Regions from separate parts of the Arachis hypogaea genome. Here region 2 is linked to region 1. A link is a contact called in public Hi-C data. All regions are on one chromosome and are shown on one strand. The core of a region is the stretch at or near the end of the contact, and the rest is flanking DNA. Distances in the headings are between cores, read along the strand shown.

Evidence for each region. Hi-C and Micro-C count contacts between places; a contact is called where the count stands out from the background.
Region 2: a Hi-C map of an unstated tissue shows a contact between it and region 1, with 2.5 times the contacts expected there. The contact joins two enhancer-like sites. A contact is called at or near these places in 3 of 8 Hi-C or Micro-C datasets (leaf and an unstated tissue).

The regions. Positions count from the first base shown.
Region 1 is chr19:139,808,385-139,814,809 of arahy.Tifrunner.gnm2.J5K5, reverse strand. No RefSeq gene overlaps it. Among protein-coding and RNA genes, the nearest start is that of LOC112775076, 4.1 kb to the right of the region's middle. Within about 2 kb of position 1,974, at least 1 of the 3 cell types and tissues checked has open chromatin away from gene starts, as enhancers often do.
Region 2 is chr19:139,903,282-139,910,190 of arahy.Tifrunner.gnm2.J5K5, reverse strand. No RefSeq gene overlaps it. Among protein-coding and RNA genes, the nearest start is that of LOC112775354, 31 kb to the left of the region's middle. Within about 2 kb of position 2,335, at least 3 of the 3 cell types and tissues checked have open chromatin away from gene starts, as enhancers often do.

The DNA.
Region 1 (6,425 bases), core at 725-3,224:
GACTTTGTATTTGACAACTCTCTGATCACTGCATTCGTGGAACAGTAGCGTCCGGAGACCTAAACTTCCCACCTGCCATGGGATGAGTGCACCATCACCCTACAGGATGTTGCGTACCACCTTGGGTTATGCACAAACGAAGAGCCAGTGAATGGGTGCTAGCGTGACTTTCAGATTTCGCACCAGCGGACGACATGAGAGTACATGGAGGAGCTCCTAGGTGCCAGACCGCCCCTTCCAGCGCAGCAGGGTGCGTAGAGAAAGGAGTCGTTCAGCATCAAGATGACTTGGCTCAGGGACCGAGCCCAGCACATGCTAGCGACCACCAATCCGGTCACCCTCCGACAGTACACCAGGTGCTATATCATGCTGCTAATCGGTGGTTACCTGATGACCAACAAGTCCAACAATCAGGTACACATCAGGTGGTTGCCATTGTTGGCGGACTTTGAGAGGTGCAGCGGTCTTTCATGGGGTCCGCTGTGCTTGCATGGACGTACCATTCCTTGTGCCATGCAAAACATCGTGATACGACGGACATAGCTGACTGCACACCGCTGCTCATGTCGTGGATATACCACATGTTTCCACAATGGTGTCCTGAGGACATGAATATTCCGACCTTTCCACTAGTAGTGAGGTAACTGTTTTCGTTTTGAGATTTTGTCGATTTCTATTTATCAAGTTTTACCTGCATGGATTAACACAACTCAACTTCTTCGTCTATTAACAAGTTTATAGGGATGTCCCAGCAGATTAGGGACTACCATGCACAAAGGGTCCTTCGATGGAGTACGTCGTTAGATCGGCTCGCTTTAGACGAGGTATACTATTGTGCTTTACTTTGTTAAATGTCACACGTTTCCATAATTATGTAGTGAATTGCTTCTGACGCCAATATAATGCTGTGTATTGTAGCTTCCTTGGACGCCGTACGCTGACCCTTGGCTACAGGACATTACTCCGGACTGGGTGAGGTCTACTGGTGAGTGGAGGACTTGGTTGTCTGTCATTCCATTTGTGTGCTTCAACATTGTGGAGTTTCACCAATCCGATCGGGTGAAGCGCCAATTCGGAGGTGAGCAGACGGTGCCAGTCAACCCGGTTAATGTCAACAGGTTTCTCACCATTATTGGACGAGGAGAGGATGTATGGTGGCCTACAAAGCTTCGGGAGTGGTACGGCGCGTTCAAAGCTCGGTTTGAGGTGGGCCACATGATCACCATTCAGCCCATTGCCGACGACAGGCCGACACTAGAGTAATGGGACTGGTACTAGTGGACCTGCCAGGTCAGACATCTGTGTCGGAGAGGATGTACTCGATGATCCTAGACTTTCGACACTCCCTGATGATGTCCAGCCCATGCCTAGTATGCCCAGGGAGGTCCTGAAACTTCCACCAAATGTTCCTAATCATCGTAGGCATGCTAGGGAGGTTTGTCCAAACACCCGGAGGCCTGGCCAGAGGGAGAGGGGGGCAAGGGATTCTAGAGGAGGAGTTGCAGGGCCTTGACGAGAGCGAGCCAGACCCTACAGGCAGAGGTTGGACGTGGAGTCTGAGGAGGAGGTGGAGTTTGATTGGCACGAGGATTATGGCGACATACCCCATGATGCCAATGAGTCACCACCATTGTCACCACCACCACTACCAGTTAGCCATTTTGACCATGACGACCAGTTCACTACTCCTCTGGGCTGGGTTGACCTCGGTGCATCAGCCAATCAGCAGGAGAGGTCGATGGTGGATGAGATCTAGTTCTCGGAGGTCTTTCAGGTTCGTAGCGCTGACCCGCAGACCATACTCCGATTGCAGAGCAGTTCCACATAGCGAGAGAGCATGGTGCCGCATATGGGGTTCCTTTCTCTACTCCACCTGCTATGACATCAGTTTGGGTGCCTCAAATGTCTCCTAGTGCAGGCTCCTCCCATGGTCCAGGTTATTGGCTCGGGATTCAGTATGCCACACCGCCTTCCACAAACTACAGCCGATTAATGACGCCCTCATGTGGGTGCCTCCTCCACCACGGTATCGACCACCCACACCACGCTTTCAGGCACAGGTCCCTAACCAGTCATACCCGTACCATCCTCAACCCCCTCTACCCCTGTCACATGCAGTGGCCCTTCCACCACCACCAGCTCCCCAAAACCTGCGTGCTCGCAGACCTACTCGTCAGACACGACCTCCACCTTGTGGCACTGGAGAGCATCTTCATTACCATGGGGACTAGCAACGTTGACGCAGTCTATGTTGTTACATTAGTTTAGTATTTTAGTAGTTTATGATGTATGTTTGTTATGTTGTTCTGTACTTTAGTAGTTTATGATGTATGTTTACTCTAGTGATGTTGTAATCCTTTTGTTTGTGTTCTATCTATGCATATTAGTTGCTGAATTTATTTACATATTCTCCTTTTTGGGCTCCGTTATGTATGCAAATTATCGGTATAAGGTAGAAAATATGTCATTTCGAATCTAAATATAACACATTGTAAAACCATAATGGATCCACTATTGAATAACACGCTTTCTAGTACAAATGAAAACAACAACAAATTTAACAACTGCTAAATATCATCTGTAGGTTGATTCAGACAACCCCTTCGAGTATGACCGAGTTGTCGGCATAACCCGCACTGTTTCTCTTGATGCTCTATCTCGTCCATGTTGCTGCAAAACTTGGTAGAAACTAGTCTACCGGTTGCCTTCCTAGGCATGGCTGGATTCGGGCGCAAACGTGTACCGTGCCACTCTAGCCAGAGCTTCTCGTCAGAGATAGTCGGAAACTCCAAGTTGTAAACCTTGAAGACAGACTCATGTAGGTAGACTAGATGAACATATGGACCCCACTCGACGCTGGCGACTGCATAAGATGCAAGTGCATGACGACAGGGGAAATGAAGTGACTGAAAAAGCCTGCTATCACATGACCCCTCCCTCAATCGAACACGAAGTGAACCCTGACTCCACCTTTCAAACAGCTCTAATTCTTCAACCACAAATATCGAAGCCATCCTATCGCAATATGTAACCCAAACTTTCTGGATTCCTTCGCTATTCTTTTCAACCGCAGCCTGCAGCCACTGTGAAAACTGGTTACCCGCTGCCAACTGAGCATGCGCTTCCTTACCCTTACAGACAAAAAATTGCTGCAACCTCTCGTAGGTGCATCTCACTATAGCTGAAATGGGTAGATATCTTCTTCCCTTCAGCATTGTGTTGATGCACTCGGATAGGTTAGTTGTCATGTGACCAAATGACGTCCACCATCACAATGTTGCATCCATATTTCCTTATTAAATTTCTCGGTCCAGTCAGCCATCTCACGCGATAGCGTCCTCAGAGCATCCATGTACATCTCGTAGCTAGCACTGCTAGGACTGTAGGCAGCATTAATGAGATATCGCTTGTCCTCCGCTGACTTGAACCGAGACATGAAGTTCGCAGCAATGTGCCTGACACAATATGCATGAAACTCCCTAAGAGGCTTCCATAGGCTATCATCAACTCTAAGTGCAGCCTTGATTGCTTGGGATCTGTTAGATATAATGAGAAGCCCTTCCAGCGGTGTGACATGACTCCGTACTCTCAGACTCAACAATGGCGAAAGCCACAGGGAGGATGTTACTGTTACTATCTTGGGCAACTGCAATTAGCAACACCCCTCCATACTTGCTGTACAAGCGCATGCCGTCTACCGATACGAACGACTTGCAATGCTTGAAAGTTTCAATGCATGAAGGGTACGACCAGAAAATCTTATCAAACTGACTGCACTCTGGAACTATTAGGTGTCCATCATAGTACGACACTACACTAAAGTCACATATCGTGCCTGGACAATAACTCTACAATGCCTGGAGCAACTGTGGCACCCTGTTCTATGACTCCTCCCAATCACCATATATCTGAGCAATTGCCTTTTGTTTTGCCATCCAAACCTTCCTATACGATGGCTTGAATTGATAGCTCTTCTTCACTGTACTTTGTAAAATAGGAATGGAAACTGATGGACTTGACTGTATGAGTGGCAAGATGAGTCTGCATATGAGGTGGCAATCCAACTATTGATGATCATGCGACATGGTGAGGCTAGACACGTATGTGGTCCGCCAAATTTACGCACCTCCCTAACGATTTTAAGTATCATTAAATTAAAATCTAACCAAAATAACAATAACGATTTTAACAACAAAGTAAAATTCGATAACACTCACTAATATTTGAGATTCTGTCAGAGGGCGACACAGAGGGTCCAAGGACAACCATTAGTGAATTGTCGGCATCGTACGTGGTAATTTAGCCGGTCCAACTCCACTACTCGATAATCTGCACTTTGCTGAATGCTGTAATTCTTCATGCCTTGTAGCATTGCCTCTCTACTCTTGAATTTGTGACCAACCCTAAACTCCACACCACCATCCGTGTTGTAATCGTCGGCCCCCGTGTTCGAGTACAGAGTTTCTTTATGCATCGCATGCAAGTCCATTGTGTGGTAGTGGCTGGGCATAAATGATAACTCTAGAATTGGTTTTGGAGTAGGCAAAAGGTATCGACGTGAGGGCCCAACGAGAGTCTCTAGTATGAACTCATCTTCGTCGTCATCCTCAGATGAACCACTTTCGTCACTATCAGCAATGTACTATTCGTCCGATTTCTCCCCCTCAACTTCCATGTCCTGCACTGGACTAGCACAATGCAACAGACTTGGTACGAGAGGAGGATCATCCGATACAAAGTTCGAGGTACCACTACCACCACCACTAACGTCATGAACCTCCGTTGAAAGTTTCATCACTTGTTCAACCATAATTTTCTTGTGCATATCAAACATAAGGCGCACATACTCATCGTCATCGAGCCAAAACAGATGAAATCGAAAACACCCCATTCTCCATCGGTGCTAGCATCCTATACCCAACTCGACCAACCTCTTTTCTCCCCGCACCACCGACGTGCGTCAATATCATACTTTTTAGCTCCGACAACGAATTTGCTCTTTGACATCGAAACAGCGCTGGACTCTCGCACTCAAATATCATTCCGCTGTCACTGTTTCTCATCTAACAGTTGGGATAAACCATCACAACAAAAAAATCACTGTCACTAGACATTTTTTTGATGTTCTGGAAAGAAAAAGAGAAGAGAAGGAAAAATTGATAATTTTGTGAAGAATACCAATGGTTTGTTGATCCTTTTATAGATGGTTGATTTTTGTTCTATTATATCTCGTTTATTGTGTCAACGAGCTGAGTTAACACTTATCTCAAATATGGCAATATCTCGTTTATAAACGAGATACGTGGAGAAGTGTGCGTATCCGATAAGGTTTAGTGTGAAAAAACGTAAATACTCTACAAAATAAATATATCAGTGATTATAATATTTATTTTATTTATTTAAAAAAATCCCAAAATTACATGCATGATTATCTTACATTATAATAATGCATTAAATAGAAAATATTGTATTGAATAAAATTAATTTGTTTCATAACTTTTTTGTGTGTAAATAATTTTTTCTTTAATTAAAATAAAATAGCAAATATTTCTTAGCCTAAAAAAATATAAGAGAATTTAATTCATGAGATCAAATACAAATATAATTATCAATAAAAGTAGGCATTTAAGTTTTTTTAAACTGTGTACTCAATTAAATTACAACACGCTTCTTCAATTGTATGTACATATATATTATGGTTGTTGTTGTTCCTTCTTCTTCTTTCTTCTCCACTTCTTTCTTCTCTTTTATTATCGTTGCTGTCTTCTTCTTTTTTGTTTGATTTTTTTCTTCTCATTCTCCTTCATCATCATCATTATTATTGTTGTTGTCATCTTTTTTATTTTCTTCTTTTTTATATATATTTAGAAAACTAGAGTACATAAATTTTGATTCACACCATATAAATTTTGATGCACAACACAGAATTTTTTAAAAAAATCACATGCCTAGAACATTGATATCTAACCAACAAAAATATGCACAACATAAAAATTTTAGTATATAGCACGTAAAATTTGGTGTACAATACTTAAATTTTGGTGCACAATAAAATTTTTTTGAAGGACTATATATCCAAAACATTGACATCCAACCACCAATATACATACAGTACAAAAATTCTGCTGTACAGCACAAAAATTTTAACGCACAATACATAAATTTTTTATGTATAACACAAATTTTTAAAGAATCACATGCTAAAAACATTAACTCACCTAATCAATAAATTATATTTGTAGTAAAAAAAATTATGTACTATATACAAAAATTTATGTGTTATGAATACAAATGTTTGTGTTATGTATAAAATTTTTTTATGTTATATTGATAAAATTTTGTAATGTGTAAATTTATGTATTATGTTAATAAATTTATATATTTTCTAACAAAAAAATTTTGTACTGAAAAAATGTAGAAAAAGA
Region 2 (6,909 bases), core at 1,086-3,585, 95 kb before region 1:
TTACAGAGTTTCAGGTTGGTCAGCAATTTCAGGATAAAGAGGAGGCTGTATTAAGCGTGAAGACGTATAGCATCCGATGCGGGGTACAATACAAAGTGACAGAGTCCGATTATCGCAAGTACGTTGGGAAGTGTCCTAAATTTGGGAACGGGTGCACATGGTTGATTAGGCTAAGTCTCTGGCAGCGCAAGGGTATTTGGAAGGTAAAACGGTACAAGGGACCTCATACTTGTCTCGCAACGTCGATCTTGAGCGATCACAAGAGTCTTGATTATCATGTGATCTCGGCCTTCATCATGCCAATGGTTATAAAGCTGATGCATCCGTCTGCATCAAGGTACTGCTAAATGCGACGGAGGCACACTTTGGGCTTATGCCGACTTATAGGAGGGTTTGGTTGGCCAAGTAGAAGGCCATCGCCCATATTTATGGAGATTGGGATGAGTCATATAACGAGCTACCGCGATGGGTCTTAGGTGTGCAGCTGACGATGCCTGGTAGTGTTGCAGTGCTGAGGACGAATCTTGTTCCAGTGGGGGGCAGGTGGACGGCTCGCAAGCCTATTTTCACCGGATTTTCTGGACGTTCCCACCATGTATTGAGGCATTCCGGCATTGCAAGGCGTTGGTGAGTTTGACGGGACCCACTTGTACGGTAAATACGGGGGTACGTTGCTCGTTACGATTGCACAAGACGGGAACTCCAACATCCTGCCTGTTGCACTTGCACTCGTGGAGGGTGAGAATGCGGAGTCCTAGTCATTTTTTCTATCCCATCTCTCGTTCAGCCTCGCAAGATGGTATAAGCTGGCCATCTGCAAGTACGGAACGTACCTCTCGTCCAGACGCATACCCTGCTGCCGTCGCATGCTCGAAATACATCGGGGCTACAAACAGAATGTACGAGAATATAAAAACCACTAACATCATTCACTAACAAAACATCATTCACTAACAAAACCACTAACAACATTCACTATCAAAACCACTAACAAAATCACTAACATCATTCGCTAACAAAATCACTAACATCATTCACTAAGAAAACCACTATCTAACTTAGCAACGGTACATAATGACTACCATTCTAACACACCAAAGGTAAAAATATATAAAAATAAAATAACTTATTCACTCCTATTTTAAAAGAACAAGTTCGCACTAACCTCTTTGTGGATAACACCAACTATATGGGCTACTCCATCCAAACGATAAAGTCGGTCCGGATTATCCCCTATCGGCTAAATATTCTGCTCAAACCTTTGTTGGAGTCGTACTGGGTCGTTTTCTCTGGGATTTGGTGGGGCATGGATTTAGAATAGTAGTTCGAATGAGGTTACTTCGAACTCTTTATATAGGAAAAACATGGGGTAATTCGAAACAGCCTGTTTCGAATTACTATGGGCACGAAATTCTGGAGTAGATCGAATGATGCTGTTTTGAATTAGTGTGTGTATGTGTGATTCGAATCAGGGTGATTCGAATTATTGTGTGTTAGTGTATATGTAATTCAAATCAGTATGATTCGAATTACTATGGTATGTGTAATTCGAGTGGCTCTAATTCGAACTATAAAGAAAAGTGCTCTTGGTAGAACCTTGTAACGTTTTTATCTTTGGTGGAATTGTGTAAAACCACCCTCTACTTGGTTTATATGCGTCATTTGCCCTAAAATTTATATAACCATCGTATATATAACATAAATTAAGATAAAAATTTAAATATGATACGATATTATAAATTATTTTACTAATTATTTTACATATATTATATATATTATATATATAATGGAGCGGGTAGGAACAAATATTCCCTAAACGGCTAAACACGACTCTGTCCTGTTCCTCCCCCCAAATTCCACCCCGCATAAAACTCGTCCCGTACCGAAGCAGGTAATTACTCGTCACGAGCAGGTAGAGTGTAGTGTTGCCACCCATAAATCCACCACTCCCCAAGGCCATTGCCTCCTTGCTTCTCCCGCTTCCTCTCTCCACCTTCTCTTTGCTTCAAGTCTTCAATATCTTCTTCAACATCTCAAACCATAAAAATGAAGCATTGTTTCTTTCTTTCTTAATCCATAAAGTAGGGGCAGAACAACCCATAAAGCGAAGCAACGTGAGAACGATGGCATGGTGGCTCTGACCAGCTCTGCCAGCGACAACGACGACAAACAAGGCAGAACAGCAGCGCGGGGCAGACCAAGAGCAATATAGCAGTGACAGTGGCAAGTCGGCAGGGTCATTCGAACTCAACAGCAATGGTAGCAGCGACAGCTCCCACCGCTATTAAACAAAGTGGAAAACCATGCTCCCAAAGTGGGATGGAAAAAATGAGGTAATTAGCCTCTCTGGAGAGAATAAACAAAGCCCAAATATTGGACCCAATAAGTGTTTTCTCTGTAGCACAATGATGGGTTATTCGTGAGCCCAATTTTTAATAAAAGTTAAAAGGTAGAGCCTTTAATTCAAGATCCAAACATAAAATTGGCTTCATTATAGAACCAAAAAATAGCTTATTTGAAACATAAGATAACACTCGCACTCCAAAAACGTTAAGGTTATCACTCAATTTCTTGTATGACATGTCCAAAAAGACAAAAGAAAATTTTTGAATCTCACATTTGAAAAAAAAAAAAAAAACTATGCACAAAATCATCTTTATCGTAGAATGATTTTTCTGATTATAAATAATTTTTATTAAGCTAATTCTGTGTTTAAGAAGTCAATTTATATACAAAGCATTTTATTCGGGTAGTATTCCATTGTTTGTAACGTCCTCTTATTAATTCATAATATGTCTCACTTCGTAACGTTCATTAATGGTTTTCAATTTTACTCTATACACAATTTTAGTAACAATGTATAAAGAAATATTAACAAAAAAAATAGTTACTAATTAGGTATTTTCTAAATGATTTGAGCTTATTGATGTGTAAAATGACTAAATGAAGGATATTCAAGAGTGAGTAAACTCTTTTTAAATTTGTATTATTGATAATTTGTTTAAAATCATTTATTTCCAAATTAATATTAATTATTCTACTCACTGGACAAAAAAAAAGATAACAATAAGATATTATTGGATATGGGATAATTCCAATCGCATAAGATGGTTTCATTTGGTCAATGCTCAAGATAACGAAGTCGCAGAATTTTAAATATATGGTTCATACAGCCTGGAATGAAACAAGGATTCTTCAATCTTATTGGGCTAAGTTTGAATAATTAATTAATAATTTAATAGTATATATTATAAATTAAAATCTAAAATGATAACGAACAACAAATGTTGAGTATCCTTTTTTAAAATAGTTTTTGGTAATTATTATTTTGACATATCAAAATTAAACTGTTGTGGATTAAAAGTTTATTATTAATTAATAAATTAGTACATATATAAAATAAAATTTGAATTTATAACATTTATTTAAATAAATAAATATATTAATTATTCGACCAACTTAAATTGATTAATGAAGTTTTACGTATTTAGTTGGCTTTCTTCTGTCACGGAACATGATTATACCCACAAATTAAATTAAACCTACCATTCAATATTCTTAGTCTTCCATTATTATGTTAGTTTGGAAAATTGATTATGGCAGAGGCAGATCCATACATAATGATAAAATAAACAAATATGCGTACTCATTTATGATTTACCTCACATAGTTGATCCATATGCATGAGGTTTTGATTCAAAGACAAACCTTCTTTATCTTACACCATACATTCTAATTCAAATAAATTTCTTTTGAGTATGTCACAAGAAAATGTATATACAATTTATCCAATAATAATGGGTGATTGGAGGAACATAGATTTCTTCTTCCATGGCCCCACCACTTTGCATTTAAATTAAATCTTGGAGCACAATTAAGAAGGCAAGAATTGCTTCCACAAATCCAAATCACCATAAATAGTTGCATTTATGTAAGGGTCAAGAAGAAATTGAAGTTGTAATTGTAATTGTAGAAACTAGAAATATGGGACCATATGTCCATGTATAACGTATGGTATGTTTTTGGTACCCCACATGCCACGGCATGCCCAAGAAGTTTCGGAATAAAGTCAATCCATACTTTTTCACTTTCACAGTTCCCCATCCCAACTTCAACAATACCTTTATTTATTTATTTATTTATTCATTTTTTAAAAGTATTTAATTTTTTAAACAATTTTTTAATTATACTATTAGAATATGTATTCAAATAGTTCTTAATAAATTTTGCACAAAATATTTTTGTTTTAAAAACTTTATTATATTGAAATTTCTGAACCTTATACAAGTAAAATATATAAATTATTATTTTAGTTAGATTTATATTGTGTTTACAAATTAAATATGATAAAATAATTTATATGTCTTATTTTTATAAAATTAAAAAATTTTAATATAATAAAATTTTTTTAGAAATAAAAACATCCGATAAAAAATTTGTTAGATCTATTTGAATATATGCTAAAATTATTATTTACTCCTAATTTGATTGCAAGGGAGAGTGAAGAGCCGAGTCTCCAAATTCAAAACAAATGCCAAGTTCTTAGTATAAAATATCAAGAATTGAATTTTCCTTGTGGATTCAATTTAAGCTTCTAATAAATTAAAGCAACTTGTAAATACTATATATATTAGTTGTAGTGCCAACCGAATAAAGCCTTCCTCACAATCTTCTAAGAGCCACTTTTCGATGTCCCTACGATGGCCAAAAATAATACTAATGACTTTCCAAAGCTAACAAATAATAATTACATTCACGTTGATATCAACGACAACGAGTGGAATAATCTAAATTAGATATTTTATATATTATATAGGACTCCTTGTTTAATTTTTTTTTTTTTTTTTTTTGGTCTTTGGCAAAGTCTTGTTTGAATGGTCGAATTGATTCTAATCAAACTTATAATAGTTAAAGATATTATAAGTGAAAATTTTTTATTAAAAAACACATATTAAATGTTCAATTTTTTAAATTTTTTAAAAATTAAATATATTGAAAAAATAAAAAAATTTCTCTTTTGCTCTTGTAACCAATTTCCTAACATTTTTTTAGCTAAATCTAATATAATAATAGTTATAGTAAAAGATAGCAATTGCTTTTCAAAATTTTGAGTTATGCTTTGACATCACTGAAATGATACCAAATTGTCTTCCAAAATTTTAAGATAGTACTATTGAACAAGTTAAAGAAAAATAATACACTATAAAACCATTTTCATAACCGACCATTAATGACATAATGTCTTCTCGTGTACGAAATTCTAGATAACCGTTCTTGTTCTTTTGCCCAAAAGCGTTATTAACAAATCCTTAATTTAAAGAAGGTCTTCGATCTTCTTCAATCGAGTAACTGCTCGATTCTCCACTCGAGTAACTGCTCGATTTATGGCTTCCATCGAACCTGTACCAAACAATTTCCACTTAATGCTTGCACGTGTATCTCTTTTGGTCTCTGCTTCTATTTCGAACTTTATCAACATTTCGAATTGGCTTAACTTTCAAAATTAATTATTCTGACTAACGAATTGCCCCCTAGAATTAATGTGTTTGCTTTCGAAGTCACTTCTTTGAAGACGAAACACCTAATCCTAATCTAGTCTTTAATTACTTTAATTTGTCATAATTGTCATTTACCTTCTCCATCAATTTTGACCTGTTTGACACGTCTTCCACGATTCTCAATTTCTCTCTCCATCTCTTTGCCTTCCTCGCAAAGTTACCGTTTTTCTCTTTGAATCTTCTCTGTAATAACAGCTAGGGAACAAAGTTTATTTAAACTGAACTTCTCACCATTATCTTTTTCCTTTCTCGAATCTTTGCTCCTTAAACTTTTGCATTTTGTTCCATTCTCCAATTGCTTATTTTTATCTCTTGCTTTCTCCCCTCCTTGTTCATCAATGGCGTCCTCATCTCCTCACACTGCTCAAGATAAGGGCAAGGGTCTAACCACCCAACAACCGGCTCCTCCGTCTTTACACATCTTGAACCAAATCAATGACGAAATCATTGAAGACCCCCAACTTCGACTCGATGACCCCAGAATCCTTATCCCTTTCACCGTAGGTGACGAAACTCACTGTTTCGTTGGCCCTATTGACAACCCAGAAAGGGATAATAGACGACTTCATCTTTTCCCAAGTGCTCAAGGGAAGATTTATTGATCACTAAAGACATTGACATCTCTTTCTTTACCACCCCTAAAATCTCTTTCAGAAATAATCCTAAAATCACCCCCGAGGGACTAACTTTATGGCTTGGCACAGATGTCTCACACAAGAGAAAAGCGTTGTCTGGAGTGCTCTTGGAATTCAAGATCTCATTCGTTTCTCTCATTTTGCCCCTTCTACACATCCTTGGATGATTGGGGCTGTGACTCACTTCTGGAATAGAACTACCAACAACTTTTGCCTTCCTTGTGGGATGATTGGTATGTCACTCCTTGACGTGGCTGCCCTCACAGGACTTCTAATAAACATCCCTGAGTTTACCTATGAAATGAATCTTGAGCAACGATACACAATAGGTTCTATGACCTCCTACAGTGAATTTATTGCCCATCATATGGACGCAGACAATGAGCCTGTAACAGATGATGAACATGTGGCATTTTTGTTTTATTGGCTAAATGCCATAGTCTTTTGTTCTCAAAATGTTCAGATGCAGAAGCTTTTTTATCCCCTTCCTACCCTTTTGCATGAGGAAAAAAACTTCAACTTGGCGAAGTTGCTTCTAGGGCACATTTTTGAAGAACTTGACCATTTTGTCAATTGTCTTCGAAATAACTTCTTGATTAGCACGGGAGATCCTCTCTAGCTTCTCCAACTCTGGCTGAACACTGTCTTTGAAAAATACATGATAAAGCCTGGAAGTGGTGCATCTGACAAGCAACACATTAAGGGCTTTCGGTTGG